Regions from separate parts of the Gossypium hirsutum genome. Here region 1 is linked to region 2. A link is a contact called in public Hi-C data. All regions are on one chromosome and are shown on one strand. Each heading gives the region's core, a stretch centred on a gene start, on an enhancer-like site or on the middle of the called end of the contact. The rest is flanking DNA. Distances are from core to core; before and after follow the strand shown.

Evidence for each region. A called contact is a pair of places that touch in the nucleus more often than the background predicts.
Region 1: a contact with region 2 is called in a Hi-C map of leaf, with 1.8 times the contacts expected there. The contact joins the promoter of LOC107894136 here to the enhancer-like site in region 2. A contact is called at or near these places in 6 of 34 Hi-C or Micro-C datasets (callus, hypocotyl and leaf).

The regions. Positions count from the first base shown.
Region 1 is chrA13:11,525,256-11,530,224 of Gossypium_hirsutum_v2.1, reverse strand. LOC107894136 (ethylene-responsive transcription factor ERF119) reads right to left here and starts at 3,626. Exons shown (of 3, transcript XM_016819355.2): 1 at 3,394-3,626; 2 at 2,806-3,089; 3 at 1,157-2,717. The coding sequence starts at 2,503. The coding sequence ends at 1,475.
Region 2 is chrA13:11,457,604-11,463,043 of Gossypium_hirsutum_v2.1, reverse strand. It overlaps LOC107894941, which reads right to left. Exons shown (of 5, transcript XM_041084892.1): 5 at 4,071-4,588. Among protein-coding and RNA genes, the nearest start is that of LOC107894941, 18 kb to the right of the region's middle. Within about 2 kb of position 3,438, at least 5 of the 9 cell types and tissues checked have an H3K27ac peak or open chromatin away from gene starts, as enhancers often do. A contact at or near this core is called in hypocotyl and leaf, where this site is marked.

The DNA.
Region 1 (4,969 bases), core at 2,377-4,876, 67 kb before region 2:
TTTTCATAAATATCAATATTTTAAAAAATATATTTTTATGCAATATTAGGGATAGGGGATGGGGGTAATACGGTTTAAACCTATGACAAACAAGTGTTGACAAGATCTTTAATCACCACACCACTCCATTTAGAGATGCTCATGGGCCGATTTAAGCCAGGCCTAAACATGATATTAACGTACTTTATATTTGTCCAAGCTTGGACTGACCTGAAATATGGGTCTAAAATTTTACCCAAACTCGCCCATATTTGCAAGACTAACCCAAACCCATTTTAAGTCCACCCATATTATTTTTTTAATTTTTTAAAAATATTTATATTATATTATTTTAATATTTAATAATTTTATACATTTTTTTATTGTAAATTTTTATATAGCCATCTTAACATTATTTCAATGTTTATATTAGAGTGGTATTTCAATATGTTCTAAATTACATAATATATAAAAATAACATAATATAAAACATTATAAACTTAAAAATGAGTTGAGCTAGGCCGAGCTTGAGCCTTAAAAGTTCAAACCTAAGCTAGACCCATATTTTAAACGGGCCTAATTTTTTTTTCAAAGATTTAATATTTCTATTCGAACTCTCTCAATTTCGAGTAAACCTTCAAATCTGAACAGATAGTGTGGACATAATATAATATTTTTAGTTGAACCTAAAAGACCCACCAAGAAAGAGTTAGAGGGGAAGGACAAGGTGAAGGGAGGATAAGAAAGGCAATCCAGATACGGCTAACCCTACTCATACGATGAGTGAATCTAAAAGGTAGCCTCTATCGTTCGGTCTATGCTGTAGTTAAATTAATTAACTTCATTTTTATATTGTTTTATCTTATTACAATTTTAGTTAAAATATTTATTTTATTCGTATTTTATAATGCAAATTATTTAAAGAAATAATCCAAGCGCAACTTTCCAGTCTCCACATTTGACGGAAAATAAACAGCAAAAGACCGACAATCAAACAAACCAATCCCAAGTTAGAATATTCCCACCAGTTCATGAAAAAAATGGAACCGGCCTTCATACAAGTACTAGTCCAACTGCAACTTATTAGACAAGGTCCCTCGTCAAAATTAATTTACTTCAATCGCATTCATGATTCATCTCAAGCACAAGAAATAAATCTACCAAGGTAGAATTAATAGAAAATAAAACTTCGTTCGCTGCAAATAGACAAATATAGTAGTTTTAACATGTGAGGATGAGCAACCAAAAATTAAAACACTTCTCTCAGATAGATTAATCCCTTGGATGGCTCTTTAGCACAAGAAAACCCAAAGGATTTTTCGTCACTCATTCCTCTCAACTCACCAAACAAATCATTTCGACTCACTCACAAAAATTGAACTACCCAATAACCCATCTTGGAGAGTCCCCCAAGAACCTTCCAACTTTGACTAATAACTCATGACAACCAGGTTTATATTATTAAACCATTACTACTATTACCTAACGGCAAAACTTATGGGCACAAAATGTTGAGGTGGGCTACTTTTTTGCAAAAATCGAAGTCATCAGTGCTGAAATCACAATCAGGAAGTTCACTGGGTTCATCTCCTTCGATCCCACAAATGCTCACGTCTTCGATGCTACAATAATCCTCCAAAATCACCCCAGAATCATTGACAAAAAGATAATCGGATTGCTCTTCATCTAAGTTCAGCTCTTGTCCAACTGATCCACACAACAGTGGATCATCAATGAAACATAAATCAGGAATCACTAAATTGGCAAAGTTAGCATCAAACCCTTCTGTGTTCGCATCCCCAGAATCATGGTTGCTGTTAAAGAATGCAACAGATGCAGAAGTATCCAATTCGAGCACTGATGAAGGCGTAGTATGGGATGAAGGGCTCACAGACTCTTCAGATACTGAAGCAACAGAATTGCTAGTGTGAGAAGTAGAAGCAGAACAAGAAATGTCATAGGTTTTATCGGAGGAAGCAGTAGCTGCAGCAGCAGCAGCAGCAACAGCCAAAGCCCCGAATTCGAGCTTTTTAGCATCATATGCCTCAGCGGCATCTTCAAGGGTATCGAAAGTTCCCAACCAAATCCTGGTTTTCTCCAGTGGGTGCCTAATCTCAGCAGCCCATTTGCCCCACTTCCTTCGACGAACGCCAACAGGTCTTTTGGCTTCAACCACAAGAGCATTGTCGTCAAGGGTTGTATCCAAAACTCTTTTTCTTCTGGTTGGGGTTTTACAGTTACTGTCTTGAGAAGAAGCCTCAAACTCCAAGGGTTTTGAGTGGGAAACCAACCCTAAAATAGGAACTCCAACTTCACGAACAACAAGCTTTCCCCTCGGGGCCTTCCTAGTAATAGTCCTCTCAGATTCATCTTCACTAGAAGATGAATCAGTGGCATAAGGGTCATGAAATATAACACGAACTTTTCTAGTCATTTGGGTGTCTTCACTCAATATTGGTTGGGTTTTCTTGGACTTTTTGTATAATTTATTTTTATTAGAGGCTTCTTTTCGAGGTTCTGGCATTTTTATCGACAAAACTGGATAAAAATCTCAACTAAACCCCCCCCCCCCAAGAACTACCCTTAAAATACGAGAACAAAATCAAGAGGAGAGGGAGAACAAAAATCTGAGACTATCAAAGCAGTATAAAGTATAAGCCCCTCTCAGAAACAAGAGAAGATAGAAAAATCGTTGTTTTATGTGAAAACCACCAAAACACCCTACTCCAGAACAAGTCCTGCAAATAAAATAAACAGTAAATTTTCAAATCAGAACACTGAAGAAACCAAAGAACCAATTAAAAATCGAAATGATTGATGACATACTTTTTTGGTCTTAAACGCATCGAAACAATCGGGTGAACAAGATTCAGTCTCTGCCTGTAGAAGCAGAGAGCCAAAGAAGCTTTGATGAACAAGTGAGAACAGAAAACTGTAGAAGAAGAAAAGCAGAGCTGCAACCGAGCCCAAATCAAAGCCAAATCAAACTCAGTCGACATAAATCCGCTAATCAGCCTCCCTCAACTCCCAAAAGCGCAACAAAAGCCACCACCGGAGAACCAGTCAACAATATCTCATCAGTGACAAAAAGCTCTCTCTCCCTTCCAAACCTTCTCGGAGAAACCAAAACCAAAAGATCGTCTTAGACACTGCTAGACATAGCATAAGAAAAAAGAAAAAGTGAGACTACAAACGTACGGATCTGATTTTCCTTTCTCCATAACAAGACAAAAAAGCATACAAGGTAGAGAAACACCAGAGTAAAAAATATATACTTTAACCGACCAGCGATGGTTACAGACACAAATCTATCTCTATGGAAGGAGAAAGTTCAGGAAAAGATGTCATGGAATACATATTATTTATTTAATAATCGAAAACCCAAAAGGCTATTTCCAATTTCCTAATCGTTACCTGTTGAGGTCTCTCTCTTTCCCTCCAGTGGACAGTGAACTGACTCTGGATTTTGTTATTTGTTTTTATTCTACTCTCGCCGTGTCTTCTTCAGTCTCAAAGGCCATTCACCTTTCCCCAAGCACTCAAAACACCGGTGGTGAAGAGAATTTTTATTTTATTTATGGAAGTGAGCTGTCATGCAGATACATTATGCATGACCATTGGATTACCGATCTTACCATGTCATACGTATCTCATGTTTCACTGCCCCAATTTTTTTATTTGTACGAGGTTTGATGGCGTGTTGACTTCACGCGTTAAGAAAGGAAGTGTGTATAGACTGACTAATGTTGGCAGCTTTATTTTAGTAACCGAAGCGCCGCGAGTTTCAACGTACTACGGTACAGTGAAGGATTGTTATTGGCGCTTTAAATCACAATGTTGCCACTAACCACTGCCCACTGTTTTTTTCTAACCTTCTTACTAGAGGTGTGTATGGACCGGGCTATCCGACCCAGCCCGAAAACTTACCCGAAATATGAGAAGGTTTAGAAAAAAAATACAAGTCTGAAAAATTGGTTTAAATAAAAAAATAAGACCCGTTTAAAAAATAGATCGGGCCTCGGGTAAAGTATTTTTAGCCTGGGTCCCGCTTGGTCGGGCCTGAATTTATTAAAGGACAAAAAAAATCTGCATATTTTTTTTATTTTTGAATGTTATTTTCTTGTTATTTTCTCTATATTTTGCTACCATTTTACTATTATGTTGCTATTATTTTGTTGTTATTGTTTGGATATTGTATAAAATTTATTTTATTGTTAATTTTCTTATTATTTTAAAGGCATTTGTTAATTTTTTTATTATTTTAGAAGTATTTGCTTCTTAAGTTGCATTTGTCTTAGTGTTATTTAAATTTACATATTTTTCAAAAGTTATTTTCAATTTGTTGAGAAATATTTATTTTGATATTTTTAGTATTTTTAATGTATTATATATATTTAAAAATAATATAAAAAAATTAATATAGGCGGGCTAGGCCGGGCCGGGCCCGGATTTTAGTATTTTTATTCAGGTAAAGCATGGACAAAATTTTAGGCTCATTTTTGGGCCCGACCCGGTCCGAGCCCAATAAATGGGCATGATTTTTTTAGTTGAGCCCGACCCGAACCCGGCCCGGCCCGACCCATGAACACCTCTACTTCTAACATTCTTTGACTTTTCTTAATTCCTTTTCCACCTTAAATTAAAAATGTTTTCTACGGAAAAGTTCGGTATTCTAGTTAGATTTTGATAAATTATAGTATAAAATTATGATTTCATGTTTTTTTTTAATAAGAGAATGATAAATTAGATTTTTTTCTGAATTTTAATATTTTTAGTTGGATTTAAATTTTTTAACAAGAAAAAATTGAAAACTAAAAGAAAAATGACGTGAAATCACAATTTTATATAATTTTTCTCTTAATTTTTTTATATTTATATAATATTTATATTATCTACATTTATGACAATTGCATGCACGGATATATTAATTATTAATAAATTTATTAACACGTAATAATATTTAAATATGAAATAGAATTTTTTTTATAAC
Region 2 (5,440 bases), core at 2,189-4,688:
GAGTAGAGGGACCAAGCCGAACACTGCCAGTTTGAGGGATGGGCGTGTATGTCGTTCATGTGTATAGAGAGGCTCCTTTAAAGGCTTCGCCTTTGGGATCAAGTCAAATGTAAAAACCTTTAATTAAAATTTTTTTGTTGTAAATACTGCTAAGTTTGGGAGGCTATAACTTTAAAGAGTTATAATTATTAATATAGTTTGCTGTGTAATTTAAGAGTTTAAGTATGTAATTATAATAGAATTAGAGACATCACTAAGTAATTTGGGTCCTTGTATCATCTAGTACCCCAACTTGGCAAACAGGTCGGGTCTAGGGTGTTACAATAAGGCATCAAAATAAAGGGAAAGCAAGCTCAAAGACAATAAAGCCGAATTGAACAGAAAAACTACAAGAAAGCAATGCATACAAGGTCTTTGAGTAAATGCTCTCAAATACATTCAATAACTATGAATGAGATGATTACAAATGAGGGGGAAGACCTCTATTTATAGTTGAGCTCCCTAGATCCAATGGTACAATTTAAATTATATCAACGGTCAAGATTAAAGCCTATCTACAAGATGAGAGTCCTAAGAGATTTAAACACTATACAGTTTAAATATTCAACATGGTAACTCTAGTTTTACTGGAGTGTTTTATTGGGCTAGCACCAAAGCTTCAAGTAGATGGGCTTCTCCATGTGTTTTACAAAGCAAGTCAGTTCAAGTGGGTCAAATAAGTCTCATTTAAACAATTGACTTCCATGGGATGTTCTGTGTGCATTTGTCGTGGGTTTTGATCTGCGGCCCGTGACACTAACATCAAGTCTAGACATGATAGGCTTCGAATGATACAAACCACGTCAAGTTTTTTTTTTTGTCATGGGTGCAAAAGGAGACTCTCGCTTGTACCTCGAAAACTTATGTCATAATTATCATGGAGCGTGAGAGTCCCCTACCAAGTTTTCGCTTGCCTTGCACTAGATCCATCACAACAAGAAAGTGCTTATCATGTTGGTATCGTAGATTGAGTATAGCCTATCAGTGTTCTATACAACATCCTATAATAATAGGAGGAACCAACTTCTGCTACTCTTAACATCTTCAACATTATAAGGTAACCAACCTTGCACAACCAAACCAAAATACATGGCAACATTAGTACTACCCACCTTAACGGTGACTTTGGAATCTTTAGCCTTAACGCAAAATGGTGACAAGATCACCAACTCAAAACCTCCATAGAAGTCACATCGCCGCCGCTTGCCCACCACATAAATCCTCCCCTTCCATTGGGAAAAAATCCCCAACATGATAGCTTAGCACAACACCCATTTGTAGTGGCCTTGAAGTTGAAGACATTTAGCCCTTAAATGGGAGGAGGGCCATAACCCAACAAAAAATGGAGTTATGAAGAAAGAAAAAGAGAGATGAAAAAACAACGAGAGGTAAGAAGAGAAAGGAAAAGAAACAACAAGATAAGAGGCCTTCGAAAGAGGACAGGAGTCACAATGATCGACTAGGTTGCCGACCATGCAAGTGGTAAAACGAACAAAAAAAAACCAATGCCTTGATATTGCAAAATGAAAAAGAAAACCTCTTAAAAAAATATTAATTTCTTATTTAATTTTCTAACTTAAAATGTTTAGCCATTTAAATACTCCAAAAGAGTTGAAGGTAAATAAAAACAAAACAAAAATCAAAATCAAACTGGATTTGGTTGTATACTATATTATAAGGTCTCGTGATCTTCATTAAATAATGTCAGTTTTTGACCTTTCTCATTTCTATATATACATGTTTACTTGATAAAATTTAAACAACCTTAGAAATATACGTAACATTGCGGTAAAATGATCATAATAGCTCGTGTATTATGTTTCATATTGTATTTTGGTTTTTCGAACAAGAAAAGAGGTAAGCGAATTTTTGGATATTAGAGAAAAGGGTAAAATGATATCTATATTAAAATTATTCTATTAAATGTTTATTTTGATGTTTTATATATAAATTTATTCAATTTGATCTTAGAATAATATAATTTTTCAATATTTCACCATTATGTTTAAAATAAAAATAAAAAATAAAAAAAAAACTTTGAAGTCGTAGAAATGCAAAACGAATTCAAATTTCTTTTAAAAACATTCAAACAAGTTTAAAATGGATGAGATTATTGGTGGGATTCATTAGCCTTCTCGTCAAGTGATGGAAATGATAGTAAATAAGTAGTCTAGGAGGCATAGGTAAATACCGAATGCTAATTTGGGATTTTCCATTATACATATATTTATCTCTTCATTTTGGTGGAATCTGTTTAATCTTTAGAAACTACCAATTGTCTCTGTTTGTTATTTCTATTTGTTCAAGCCTAAGTGAATGAGCCGTCTATGGTTTTAGTTTTTAGTTCTAACTTTCAGAAAAATTCCAAGTCATTTAAAACAAAATAATAGTTGGGGCATTGAGCATCATCCCAGCGGAAAAACAATTTTGGATGAATCTATATGCGAGGTAATGGATCTAAGATAAAGTTCAAAGAATTTGTGTAGATTGAATAGAATCTGACAGCATCCTTCCAGCGCAAAAATTGAACCGCACCAACTTTTGTTTCCAGCTTTATTCTATCCACCCAATCAACAGGAAGATAATCCTTAAACTTTTTACAAAGTTTTCTTGAAACTTTCTCTTCGGCTACATAGATCATTTTCGGATGAAGTAATCAAGAGGGGATAATTAGATTATTTTTTTAATTTAAAACTGATTTCAATAACATTTATCATATAGATTTTTAGAAATTCAAACTAGAATGTGATATTTATTAAATTATTTCAACCTTTTCTTTTCAAAGATTTTTATTTAATTAAATTATTTGTATCAATTATTTTCATTTATTATTATAACCGCTACTCTCTTCCAAAACAAGGTTTTGGTTTTCAATTATATACTACATTAAAAGAAGGCATCAACTGTAAAAAATTATGAGTTTTTAGTAGCTAAAAGTTTTTATATAAATAATAAGGATTTAATATTTTACTTCTTTTTGTTATCATCTTATAATAATGAGAATTTACAAACGGATTTAAAATGTGAAGTAGTATATGTTTCATATATTTATGCACATCAACTTAATAATTTTATCAGATAAGTTAGTTCACCTAAATAGCCTGAAAATTAAACAGCACATATATTTCTTATGGTTTCATTTCCTGTGAAATCAAATGAACATGTATGTTCCTTCTCATTTTCTGAAGTGCCCAAGCTCATGAAGTTTTCAAGACCATTCTATTCCCATGGCTAATCACTGAACATGAATGAATTATGAAGGTCGTGTTTTGGCATCCATAAATGCTAGTTGTCGTGAGTCTAAAATTTAGAAATGAAGAGCACCAGGGCAGAGCAGCAGCAAAAAGTGATCGACTGGTCTTCAAAATGGACCAGAAAGCCATCGTCATGATTAGCATCTTTTTATCTTTATCTCCATCAAAAGGATATTTATCCTCTTCAAGCAATGGTGGGCCACCTACTGGTTCCATTGCAAGCCTCAGCATTAACTTGACATTTATTTAGTCTTTGGTCCCATCCTATTATATATCTTTCTTTTTTATGTATAACAGACAATAAAATATCCTATCCCATTATATATCACTCATTCTTCTTGCATGTCATCTCCTCCATCAATATTTACTGCAATGGTCCCACACTATACTAGTCTTTAATTGTCAACTACTTAAAGTGGACTGCATTTTGAATATGAAGTTTAAAATCATTTAATGGGTTTTAAGTTATCTAATACATGATTTATATCTATATTAACACTCCCTTTTTGAGTTAAAAGTAAAGCAGATAATGAAGATACAATTTTTTATTATTATTTTATATTTGTATGTGTGTAATAGTTTTTATTATAAAAGTCAAAATTGATGTAGAATCAACTTTTTTTTTAAAAATTTAATTTTATTTTTTATAATAATTTTTCATCTTAAAATTTATCTATTTAGTTCTCTATAATAATCTTTTATCCTAAATTTTAGTAAAATTAATTTTATTCTTAAGTGAAATAAAAATAATAAATTTTAATTAACATATTATAAAAATATACTAATCATATTTTATTAATGTAAGAAATCATTAATAAAATAAAATTACATTTATAAATTTTATTAAAGATATCGTCTAAATCCCACTAATTAATATTAACATATACTACATAAATGTTAGACTCAAATTATCATTTCCATTTAACGGCTGATGTCCCACTGATATGGCCGTTAACTTAATGACAAGGATTTTAGAATTTTTTTCACATAAATTTTCATGTTATTTATTTGATAAAAACTAAACAAAATAAAAATCAAATCTATCTCTAATAATCTTCTCGATCACCTTTACCGGAACAACTTTCTTCACCATAGGACTCACCGGATTCTTCTTTTTCTTCCTAACAATCCACTTCTTTCTGGTCGGGTAGCTCATTTGTCACCTTCCTCTCCGACGTAGTTCATTGCGGCCATGGACAAAGAAGTTGAGATGGAAAATGACGGTGCGACGATCGGACTGGAACTGTTGCCAAAACAAAACTGGAAAAAGAGGGCAGGTGCTACCATATACGAAACTGTTGCAGAAAACTACTTTTAGAGGCCCTTTAAGTTTTTAATTTTTTTTTAATTTTAATATTTATAATTAGTGTTTAGAAAAAGGATAAATTTATGTTTGGCCCCCCTCCAAAGTTTTTCAAAGTTTTTTTTTAATTTGATATATTTTATAGAATTTATAAATTTTGATGATAAATTTAGTAACATTTTTAATTTAATTTGACAAACTAATATAAACTAGTATCTAAATATTAATTTGGTAAAAATAAAGTTTAATAATTGCAATATCTAAGTATAAACTGTAATGACCCGAAAGTTAATGATTTTGGAACCCCGATTCCATAAATCTGAATTGTAAATATTTTTATTAAATATTTATGGAGTTATATTAGAAGTGAATTGAATTTTTGGTCAAGTAATTTTGTTAAATTAGTGTTTAATTACGGTATAGGGACTAAATCATAAAAGTGTTAAAAATTCAATTCTTAAGGAATCTACAATTAGAATTTAGTCTGGGGGCCTTGTATAACAATTATACCACTTAAGTGAGGTTAATGGACGATTGTATTAAGAATTGGATGTATTTAAGGTTAAACTTGTAATTAAAAATTTATGTTATAAATCATTATCATAAGATTTTATCATAAGAAATAATACATTAGCGGATTGAAAGAGAAAAGTTTATTTTCATCTTTCATCAAACTGAATTGAGCTAGGGGGAGAAGAGAAGAACGCCGGCCTAAGTTCTTTAAGCATCAAGCTTCAATTGGTTAGTCAATTTAGTCTTTTTTTTTTTGGTAATTTTTATGTTTTTGGAATCTCAGGAGCTCAAGTTAGCTGACCCATGCTGTATTTCTCAATACTATTAAAGT